Linked DNA regions of Salmo salar: all the other regions are linked to region 2. Evidence: chromatin contacts called from public Hi-C data. All regions are on one chromosome and are shown on one strand. The core of a region is the stretch at or near the end of the contact, and the rest is flanking DNA. Distances in the headings are between cores, read along the strand shown. Region 1 overlaps mef2aa (myocyte enhancer factor 2aa). Region 2 holds the start of mef2aa (myocyte enhancer factor 2aa). Region 3 overlaps mef2aa (myocyte enhancer factor 2aa).

Evidence for each region. A called contact is a pair of places that touch in the nucleus more often than the background predicts.
Region 1: a Hi-C map of muscle shows a contact between it and region 2, with 4 times the contacts expected there. The contact joins the enhancer-like site here to the promoter of mef2aa in region 2. A contact is called at or near these places in 3 of 3 Hi-C or Micro-C datasets (blood, gill and muscle).
Region 3: a contact with region 2 is called in a Hi-C map of muscle, with 1.9 times the contacts expected there. The contact joins the enhancer-like site here to the promoter of mef2aa in region 2. A contact is called at or near these places in 3 of 3 Hi-C or Micro-C datasets (blood, gill and muscle).

The regions. Positions count from the first base shown.
Region 1 is chrssa16:29,874,379-29,877,504 of Ssal_v3.1, forward strand. mef2aa (myocyte enhancer factor 2aa) reads right to left here. Exons shown (of 10, transcript XM_045697149.1): 7 at 1,303-1,487. Among protein-coding and RNA genes, the nearest start is that of mctp2a, 19 kb to the left of the region's middle. Within about 2 kb of position 1,328, at least 3 of the 13 cell types and tissues checked have an H3K27ac peak or open chromatin away from gene starts, as enhancers often do. A contact at or near this core is called in muscle, where this site is marked.
Region 2 is chrssa16:29,999,126-30,002,420 of Ssal_v3.1, forward strand. mef2aa (myocyte enhancer factor 2aa) reads right to left here and starts at 1,899. Exons shown (of 10, transcript XM_045697149.1): 1 at 1,643-1,899.
Region 3 is chrssa16:29,922,522-29,926,038 of Ssal_v3.1, forward strand. The region is part of intron 4 of mef2aa (myocyte enhancer factor 2aa); the gene reads right to left. Among protein-coding and RNA genes, the nearest start is that of mctp2a, 67 kb to the left of the region's middle. Within about 2 kb of position 1,405, at least 1 of the 13 cell types and tissues checked has an H3K27ac peak or open chromatin away from gene starts, as enhancers often do. A contact at or near this core is called in muscle, where this site is marked.

The DNA.
Region 1 (3,126 bases), core at 78-2,577, 130 kb before region 2:
AAATCTTTGTAGCTCATATAAAGTTGTCAACGAGGTACCAGTCAATGTAATATATTGATACAGTACTACTAAGCCTGCATATTGTGCATTTTTGTTTCACCTTGGGATTACTGGGGTCTCTCTGTATGTGAGGCCTAATGTTCTGCTACACAAGAGACTAACTGGAAGCCCCTCTTCCAACTTCCCTGTGCCCTGGCCAGGACTGTCTTAATACCACACTCAATCAATAGCATCAGGAAGACACGACAAGGGCGACAAGATATTATCTGGCTCACACTGGGCCCCTGATTAAGCCTTCATCCCCACTCTGTCACACTGAGATGTGATTAATTTAATACCATTATGGCCTAATGACAGGCTGTCTGCAGACCTGCCAGCCCCCAAAGCCCCCTATCTGGAATGTTGCGTTTCCACTGACAGAGCAGAGCAGGCCCTCCCTTTCGTCTCAATACTACTGACACATTCAGGACTTCTAAATTCTCTCTGTCTGAACCATTCTACCAGTTAGATCTAAAATAATGCTTTGTCTTTGTGACGTGTGGAGCTCTACCACTTCCAGATGCTGGCATGGTAACAGTACCATACACATGTTGATTCCCTGCTCCAGGCTGGTGGATGGATGCCCACGCCACGGGCACCCCTGATCCAAACAACGCCTCTGTCTCTTGGAGGAACTCCCGTTGCTGAGAGCTCCAGCAACATGCAGGTTGGAAAGAGTCTATTACTGGCCAATTTCAGAACACTTTTTCCTCTTTCCTTTTCTTCTCATTTAGATTGATGAGACAGTCTAGTGCAGCCTCCGGTGCTCTGTACCTTCATTATAATAATTAGAGAGGGCCTATCATTTCAATATGAATAATTGAGTGACTGGGCCTCAGAAATATAGACCAACTAGCTATAGTGCTGTTTGTGTTCTTGGCACTGTCCAGAATCTTGCTCCTGTAGGTGATCAAATAAAAATGCAGCATGAGAACGAATGCCACTTGCTGATTGCTGTTGATGGAAGTGAAACTAAGCTGCACGTAAACCAGTCCCACCAGGAAGAAAGGGGTCCTCAGACAGCACTGATATCCTCAGGACATTGTCTTCTGCTCCAAAACATTTCCAGCATGGCACGCTACACCACAATGATACGGTCACGATCCTGTGTAGGGAAAATAAAACTCCCTCTGTTGCACACATGTGAGGGGAAAGGAGAATGCTTCTAAGCCAGAATCTGAGCCGGCCCTAGGACTGAGAGATACATAGTGTTCCTACAGTCTGCTCATGTGCAGTGAGGAGTGGGGACTGTAGGCTACTCACCAGTGGGGGCATCATGCCTTTGCTGGATGGGGGGATCACCACTCTCAGGTCTGGCTTGCGGTTTCCCATCCCCATGTTCACTCCAGGGGGCGGTGGAGACTTGGTGGGCATGACTTTCCCCAGGCCGTTCCCGCTGGGTGTGCCCAGGAGTCCCGGAGAGCCCCTGGAGTTGACAAAGCCACTCCCTGGAGAGACACACAGAGACAGAAGCCATCACAGGACTGTGAGCCACCACAACAACAGGCATCTGCCAAATCTCCAACCATTTAAAGCTGCATAGCTTGCTACGGCACGCAACGTTAAGTGTTCCCAACCCTCTGGGAAGTTTTAATAGACTCTGATAATTATCCTGCACATTTACCAAAATAAAATGTCCATTTCAGAATTGATGAGCCTTTCATTCTTCCTGTGAGTGACGATATCAAAGTCAACTCCTTGTATCCTGGGATGAGGAGCAATTCACTTAACAAATGTACTGTGACTGCTGTTTAAGGTGGGAATAGCAAGCCATTACAGTTGGGTAAAACACTTTGCTAAAAGATTGTTACTTTTTTTTAAAGTGACAATATGGGAATACTATGTCTGGCTACGCAAAACTATGTACTCATAGTACTGTATTCGTGGTACTACATACATTTGTGTGAACTGTAATTTCCTTGTTTTACTCTAATGGTAGATTTACAGAAGAATGAGTCATAAGGCTGGTTTACCCCCCACCCAGAGTCATTTCCTGTGGCAGCAGCTCTAAAACAAAGTGAAAGAAAGCACAGGGCAATGACACCATCTCAGAGCTGATCAGGAGAAGGATCATTACAGTGCATGTCACACCATGCATATATGGAATGGAACTGATGTGAGGTATATATGCAATGAAATTAATGAAATGCTTTTTTTAAAGCTTTTTTTTTAAAGATTACAGATAGTACAATATTTTATTTGAAACAGAGGGATGAAAGAATCTATGCTATCTATTATTTCATCAACAGATCAGTGACACAATTCAACAAGTAACTGAGTACTCCATTGTGTTGTATAGAGCCTAGTGAAACACAAGCCAACTGCAGAATAAGCAGGACCTCGCTCTGTGAAATAATGGAACAATCACCTCTCTAGCTACAGATAAGAAACACCACAATACATGGCCAAATAAACAGTTATGAGACATACAATGGTATCTCACAGCTGAATCAACAGCATACGCAATGCAAACTACTATAGCTCCCAGCACTCGCTTTCATCTTATACTGGAAGTGACTGCTGCAAAATCCAAGGTGCACGCATATAATTAGCCATGTAAATGCCGTATACCTAAAAATAGCAGACACTGCTATTGCTTATGGCAAAACATCCAATACGTTAACATAAGCATAGGTTCATTGGAGGACAAGTACCATCTGGGTCAACAACCGTTGCAAAGAAAATATCTTCACTATCGGAAATTTGATAAGTCAGTGCAAATCAGAATTCTTTATTTCTAAGAAAGATAAATTATTTTCTGAAAGGCAAACTCTGGTTGTGGAATTCCACATAGAGGTTTCTTCTCTTCTCGGCTCTACTCAGAAACCATTGTGGGAGTGGGCGGGCAAATCAAGTGAGGCAATATCTGGGCTGGAGTTTGGGAGGGGGAGGGTCCTATCTTGCTTGATATGACTGTAAAAGTTGCAGCAACACAGCTTTCTGATAATGATCAGGCTATGATATCATTGTAAGGAATCCGTCCAAAATGAAAATCTTTTGTAGCACAAACGTGGATGTGTAGGCAGTAACTAGGTCCTAACGGAGGAGAAACATGCTCCTTGAAGCTAATTTGACATGGACTAAAGC
Region 2 (3,295 bases), core at 649-3,148:
GACACGTACAATATGGCTTGTGGACTTCCAAAACAAATATGCTGAATCAGAAAAGTGTAATTTGTTATAATGTTGAACCTTCATTTAATGATGTACGTTAATTTTAAATAGCAGATAAAAGATCACAACAAATCAATACAGTCAATACCACCATGGCTCCTTCATAATATTGTAGCTGTAAATCTGTTCAATCCATCCAGTCATTAGTGCAGAAAAACACTGGTGTTGAGGTCATTCTCCTAACTATTCACTATGACCAGACTGCCTCTCATCAGGCTTGTAATTAGAAATAAAACCATACAAAACAGGTGCAATGACTCTTCCATTCAAAAGATTGAAGCATTGCTGTATTAATCCTTTACTGAGAATAAGTTTGATGCAGCTCCTGACTGTGGGATGAATACTTACTGGAGATATGCCCCAGGCTAACAAAACCCATCAGATTCAAACTATAAATATAATATATCATCAAAATATTCCCTTATAACTGAGAACAAGACATAGGCCTACTATAAGAAAACAAAATTGCTTCAAAAATATCTTATTGGTGGCAAACATACTACATTGCTCCATAGCAGAGGAGATGTTGCTCTAACTCAAGCAAATAGGAGTGATAAAAGCAAAGCAACAATAGAAGTTGGAGTAGCCTAGTTCTAAATGGACAAATGACCACCACCAGCTGACCAGCAACATGTAGATTTCAGGACTAACGATGCAAAGTATCTTTACCAAGAAACTGACACTGTATAGACTACTATTATTTGTTTATAACAAAGTAATCACGTTTAGGCTACTAACTTATTATTGTGAATTTATTAAAATAAGGAAATATTCTAGTCCACAACTAAGAAAATGCATTCGATTTTACAGTGGTATGCAATGGAATGGATAAAGTGAAGTTTTACTTGTTCATACAGCTGTAGTGCACATAGACGGTTATATTAATTAGCCTAGTGTCTACACAGACAATTATAAAAGATTTCAGAGCAACCAAAGTAAAAAGCCGAAAAGTAATCTGATGGCATGTAATCTATTGTGATGTGATGACATTGATGTGAACGTAAAAAATATATATTTCAACGTGGGTAATACAAAACCAAGTAAAATTGCAAGCAAACGCATTCCTCCCCTTGTCTGAGAAGTCCACGACACTGTTAACTCTACGATATTGCGCGCTCACAAACATAATCAGTAAACAAGTTATAGTAAAGTCATAGCTAGGCATTAGTAATTCAAGACGATTGATATAATCTATTATTCTAAGAAATATCCTGAAATTGACAGACTACGATAAAGTTGATCGAATTACTGTAGGCTACCAAATAAGATAAAGCATAACTGTTTACTAATTTGAGCTATAAGAGCAAAGACGCACGGGCATCTAGGGTAAAATCAATGTATATCTAAAATAAGTGTCGCCTATTATTAGGCATACTAATAAACAATAGTTCATACTATATTCATCCAAAATATAGACACAGAAACTGCCATGGCATAATCACATAGCGCTACATGTAGGCTACAGTATGGGATGGTTTTTCGATCCCAAATTCACTCTACGTCTTCCTCTTGCGCTTTCTCTCTCTCTCTCTCTCACACTAGTGCCCCTCTGTGCAATATTTGTGCTATTTTTGCTACTCACCTTGTCTCCCAAGTTCCTCGTTGTATATAGACACTCTATATCAGAGGCTCCAATAGACATACACGTAATTTCAGTCACATTTACACACGAACTGCTATTTTAGGGAGCAGACAAACTCAGAAGAGCCAGTCTCTTGTCAGTGAGAGACTCCTCCTCTTATCTGACTAATACCAGACGAGGTAGAAATCAACCTCCTCCCACTCGTCTCATCATCACTACAAAAAACTTAGGTTTGTAGCTTAGTCTACATTGTAGGCTACCTATATCATCTGGATTTCCAAAAGGTGACTCTAAAAAGTGAAAAAGTATGTGGAAAGGACACTTCGCGAGCGGGATATCTATGGTTTGTAATACATGTTCAATGATATTAGCATTATCATTTCAGTCTTACTACATCATTCTTTGAAATCTTAGAGTCAAAATAACACTCCTTTAAATGTTAAAACTCGGCTACGTTTGTTACTGATCCTCTTAGGTAGGCAGCTACAGTCAAGTGGTAGCTACAGTCAAGTGGTTGACACATGGGTAGTGTAACGCAACAAATTATCTTATTGTAAGTGATTGACAGAGTTTACTTGTGGCAGAAACTACAGTCAAATTAATTGAAACTACAGTATGAAATCTCAGCAACAAGTTTTTTTTTCTGGTGTTAATTATGATTGTTGGCCCCAGTCACCTCACACCCCTTAGATACGATTGACGTCATATCTCTAAAAGACAACAGCAGCATAGGACCATTGATTTTGAAAGGACATGTTTCTGATCCAATAGAAATCCTCAGCGGCTGGTCAGAACCAATTACAGAAGGGAGGTGGGACCTGTAAAACTCGCATGTGACAAAGTCACGTGTAAATGCAGGATCTGAGGAAGAGGTGTGGTGCAGATCCTGATCTCAGATTGTTTTTACCGGGATTTAAAGGAACATGTGCATGTGAAAGGAAACGTAGGTCAATTCTAGTTTCAATTTCTTTATTTAAAAAAAATAAGATTTTGCATTGGCACCTGACTAGAATGGGTTTTGGAAACATCTAGAAAACAAGTAAATGATCTGCCACCATATTTCCGTCAATGTGCACAGTAAGCACGGGAAGGTTCATATAGTTGTGTTTTCATATTAATTTTTATTTATATTCGTTTTATTTGAAATTCAGTTTAGTTTCTGATTTGTTAGTGTTTATTTAGTTTTAGACCAAGTTGTATAAAAATATTTAGTTTCAGTTTTAGTGTTGTGTGGGAGGCTAGGGGCCATTTGTGTTGTATAGTTTTTAAAATTATAATACATAAGGTGATGGGTCAGGTCAAAGGTTAGATTTACATTCAATCTCAATATGGCTTGGATTTAAAAGGAATCATGCGAGACTGGTGCAAAAAAAATATGTTAAAAGGAAACTCCCTCGCCCATGTTTACACCAATCCAATGCTTTTTAACTGTAGTACATGTAAGAATTAAGTTAGATATTAGGGCTGGGAGTTGCCAGGGACCTCACGAGACGATATTATCACAATACTTAGGTCTCGAGGTGATATGTATTGCGATTTTCACAATTCTATATGTATTGCGATTTGATACTGCAATTTTATTCCAATTTGATGTTCCAGACATATTACTCACTATATATCTGCTGCAGATACAAGAGAGAGCATGAGAAAATT
Region 3 (3,517 bases), core at 155-2,654, 77 kb before region 2:
ATTTTTAATTATCTTCAAAAATGAACATACAAAATAACAAAACCGAAAAACGAACAACTAACAAACAGTCTGGCAAAGCATAGGCTCAACACAGAACAATCACCCCAGAAACCCGGAAATACCCTTTACACAAACACACCACACCGAACCACATAAAACAAATACCCTCTGCCACGTCCTGACCAAACTACCAAAACAATTAACCTTATACTGGCCAGGACGTGACATGAACTGGATACACACAGCACAGTAATAGGAAACTAGCCATTTGCTTTGTTTTTCAAAACAAATCCATTACTTTAAAAAGAGCATTAGAACAAAATCAAATGTTTTTTTCTGTATTACATGATTACAGATAAGCCCAAGCAAACATGTTCAGGACTGACCCTTGCACTCAGTGCAGTTTCATTTCCAGTGACAAATGCAGCGCACATTCCCAGACACTGACAGCCTCAGTCTTTATAGTATGAATGCATGGATAAATGGACACTTCTATTCATATCCTACTCATTACAGACCAATTCCATAGAGAATCCGGTTGCAACAAATATATCAATACAGAGACGGCTTCAAAGACAATGTGCCAATACACCTTATCAGATACTCAGCTGAGCATTAGTTACAATACACTATCTCACTATGAAGTGTACTCCACTAAATCAAACCCCCTCTACTGGAATAAACATACAAACCAGGCATAGGTAGAAACTATTTGATGTATCATAGGTTATGAAAAAGAAGGGAAAAGCAAATGAATGTCATTTTAATAGAGCTTGAGAGACCAAAAGGTACATATTTGGTTTGCTGCTGGAATATTAACATTGGGATCAGCAGTTCATAAATCATAAATGCCCTAAATCTACTTTAATTCAATAATTATATGTCATTAGAACTGACATTAGTCTTAGCTTAAGATCTATTTCTAACATTGTGGGTGCTCAGAGAGAGCTACAGCGACATAACAGTAAGAATGAGAAGGTACTGCTGAAGAAAACAGATGAAGAAAATACCAAGTGGTGCCAATGATCAGTGAAATGAAATGAGACCATGATGCAAACTAATCCCGACATATGCTAAAGTACAATTTATGGGTAAATATACAATTAAATCATGGCACTATAAAGATAAAAAGGCTGCTGAGACTGTCTAAATGACTTTGTTAGATAGATGTTTAAACTGAGGAAGAGAGTATTGCCCAATGGGTTTTGAAATGCCCAATGGGTTTTGAAAACTAGCCAGATTATATCACTTTGCAGGCAGTGGTATCTAACCCTGATGTATAGTGTGGACATTGTATGGCTACTCTGTTAAAGTGAGAGTTTTATTTAGTGGTATAAGAATAAGTATAGTAAAAACATGCTTTAATCAGGGGAAGTGGGCTTTTAGATTCTCCCTCAGAGCGACCTTACGCAGGCGAGCCAGTGCAGCTAACCATGTGTACCCTTCAGCCATCTCAAATGTCAAACAAGGCTTTAGTGGATCAGAGGGATTCTGGCTTCTGGCCAACCCAAAGTCAAGTCGCTAAGTTAAGCACTTGCCAATTAAAATGTAATATTTTCATTTGTGTTGTCATCTGTGCATATCAAACATAAATTAGGCCCCTGACCCCTTTTAGATTAATCTTTCAAATTTGGTTAATCATCCAGGATTGGGAGAGTCAGTAACATCACTGGAGCGTGAGGTAAGTGCCATAATCCATGTGTGATGCCAGTAACTTTAAGGCAGACGAATCTCCTCAGCACATGGCAGCTCCATGTTCTCCTACGATGCAACACTTTGTCACATTATCATACAGTATGGTGATTACTGACTGTTCACGACTCGCACAAAATGCCTTTGAAATTTAAACTAAGTATTCAATTTGAGACTGAAGCTTGTAATTTTATCACAGCTTTCTTGTTTTACTGAGACAAATACTGTAAGGTGCATGTTTACAACAGACTTCATAGTATGCACTACATTCTATCTGTTCCAGAGAGCCAGCCCCTCTAGAGGAGTGGTATGTTTGAGAGGATTCAGTGGTGAAAGCTTCTCTCTGTGCCAGCCAGAGCCTCATGTGACTGTCCCCATTATCTTGGAATGTCACAATTAGAGATACACAGCACTCAGGCCTGAATCTGTGTCTGATAGTCCACAGAAGGAGCCTTCACCACTGGGCTATGATGTTTATTAAATCTGCTTACTCACTAAGCCAACATGACTATGTTCATAATATTCCAGGAAGATAACACACTAGAAGGCAAATCATTTTGATGATTAATTCCTATACTTGAGGAACAGTTGTTTATAAGAGTATGAACTAGTGGGAAGCCTTGGTGGGGTCACTTCAAACTGGAGTCAGACACTAAAATGAAAGGACAATGGTTTCCATCATATAATTACTGCATTATGTGGGCCACTGAAGTGCAGTTGTGTTGTGCATAAATACACAGCATGTCACGTTGTTGCACGAGATCTGGTGTCCACTGCCTGAGAAACATGATTCATTGGTCCAAATGAAAGGAATACATCAGGTAAAGTGCCAAGACTCAGATTGAGCAACTTATATATGACACAAAATATCCTCCTGCTGTTCCTCAAGCAATTGAGAATTGGAGAAAACACCAGCAATAAACATGTAAATGAGATTGCTAATTGTTTTGTCGCACGGTGTCAACCTGACCTGAAATTTGACTCATTACTCACTTAAGTAATTACACATCATGACCCCTTCATCTTGATTGAAAGTGACATCCATTAACCTATCAAGTCCACTTATGTGTAATATAATGCATCTATTACGTGGTGATAACCATCCTCTGATCTCTGGTCCACCTCTTATGAGTGGCAAAGTGCTCAAGACAGAAGTCTTTTGATTCTTCCTCTTTTTAGATCTAATATCATTACACAGAAATGTACTCAGAACATTTCCATGATTTTCAATTCCACAATTCAACGTCTATTTGAGGACTACATCATTAAATTGAATGCTCCACTATAATAAAATGAAAGAAATTCCATCATCATTTTTGCCTAATCAAATAAAGCATCCGTATTTTGATGGGTAGAGTGAAGGGTTTCGAACAGAGGGCTTCCTTTCCCTCTCCTCCTGTCGATCTTTCTGTGCTGACAATTTTCTTCCCTGTCACATCCTCCGCAGAAGCACCGGGAGGAAGATAATTGATCAATCAGGCTAATTGAACAGTCTGGACAGTTAGCCCACCATAGCAGATGTGCCAATTTGCATTAATTAAGACAGAGATGAGTCTTAATCACTGTACTGGCTTTGATTGACAACATAAACACCTCCTGTCGCAAATCCTGGATACACTCGCTCTTTTCTAAAAAGGAAATACAGTCGTTTCTATATGTCAGAGGCATTTATTTCATGATCCACTGCCAATGCGGTTACTATAAGCAGTGAAAGAGTGGAATGATTCAAATGGAAAGTAGTGGAGTAAAGAGAGAAAAACAGACCCAACAGACCTGACATTATGAAATGCTCAGGATTTACATATCTTATTGGATTATCATTCTG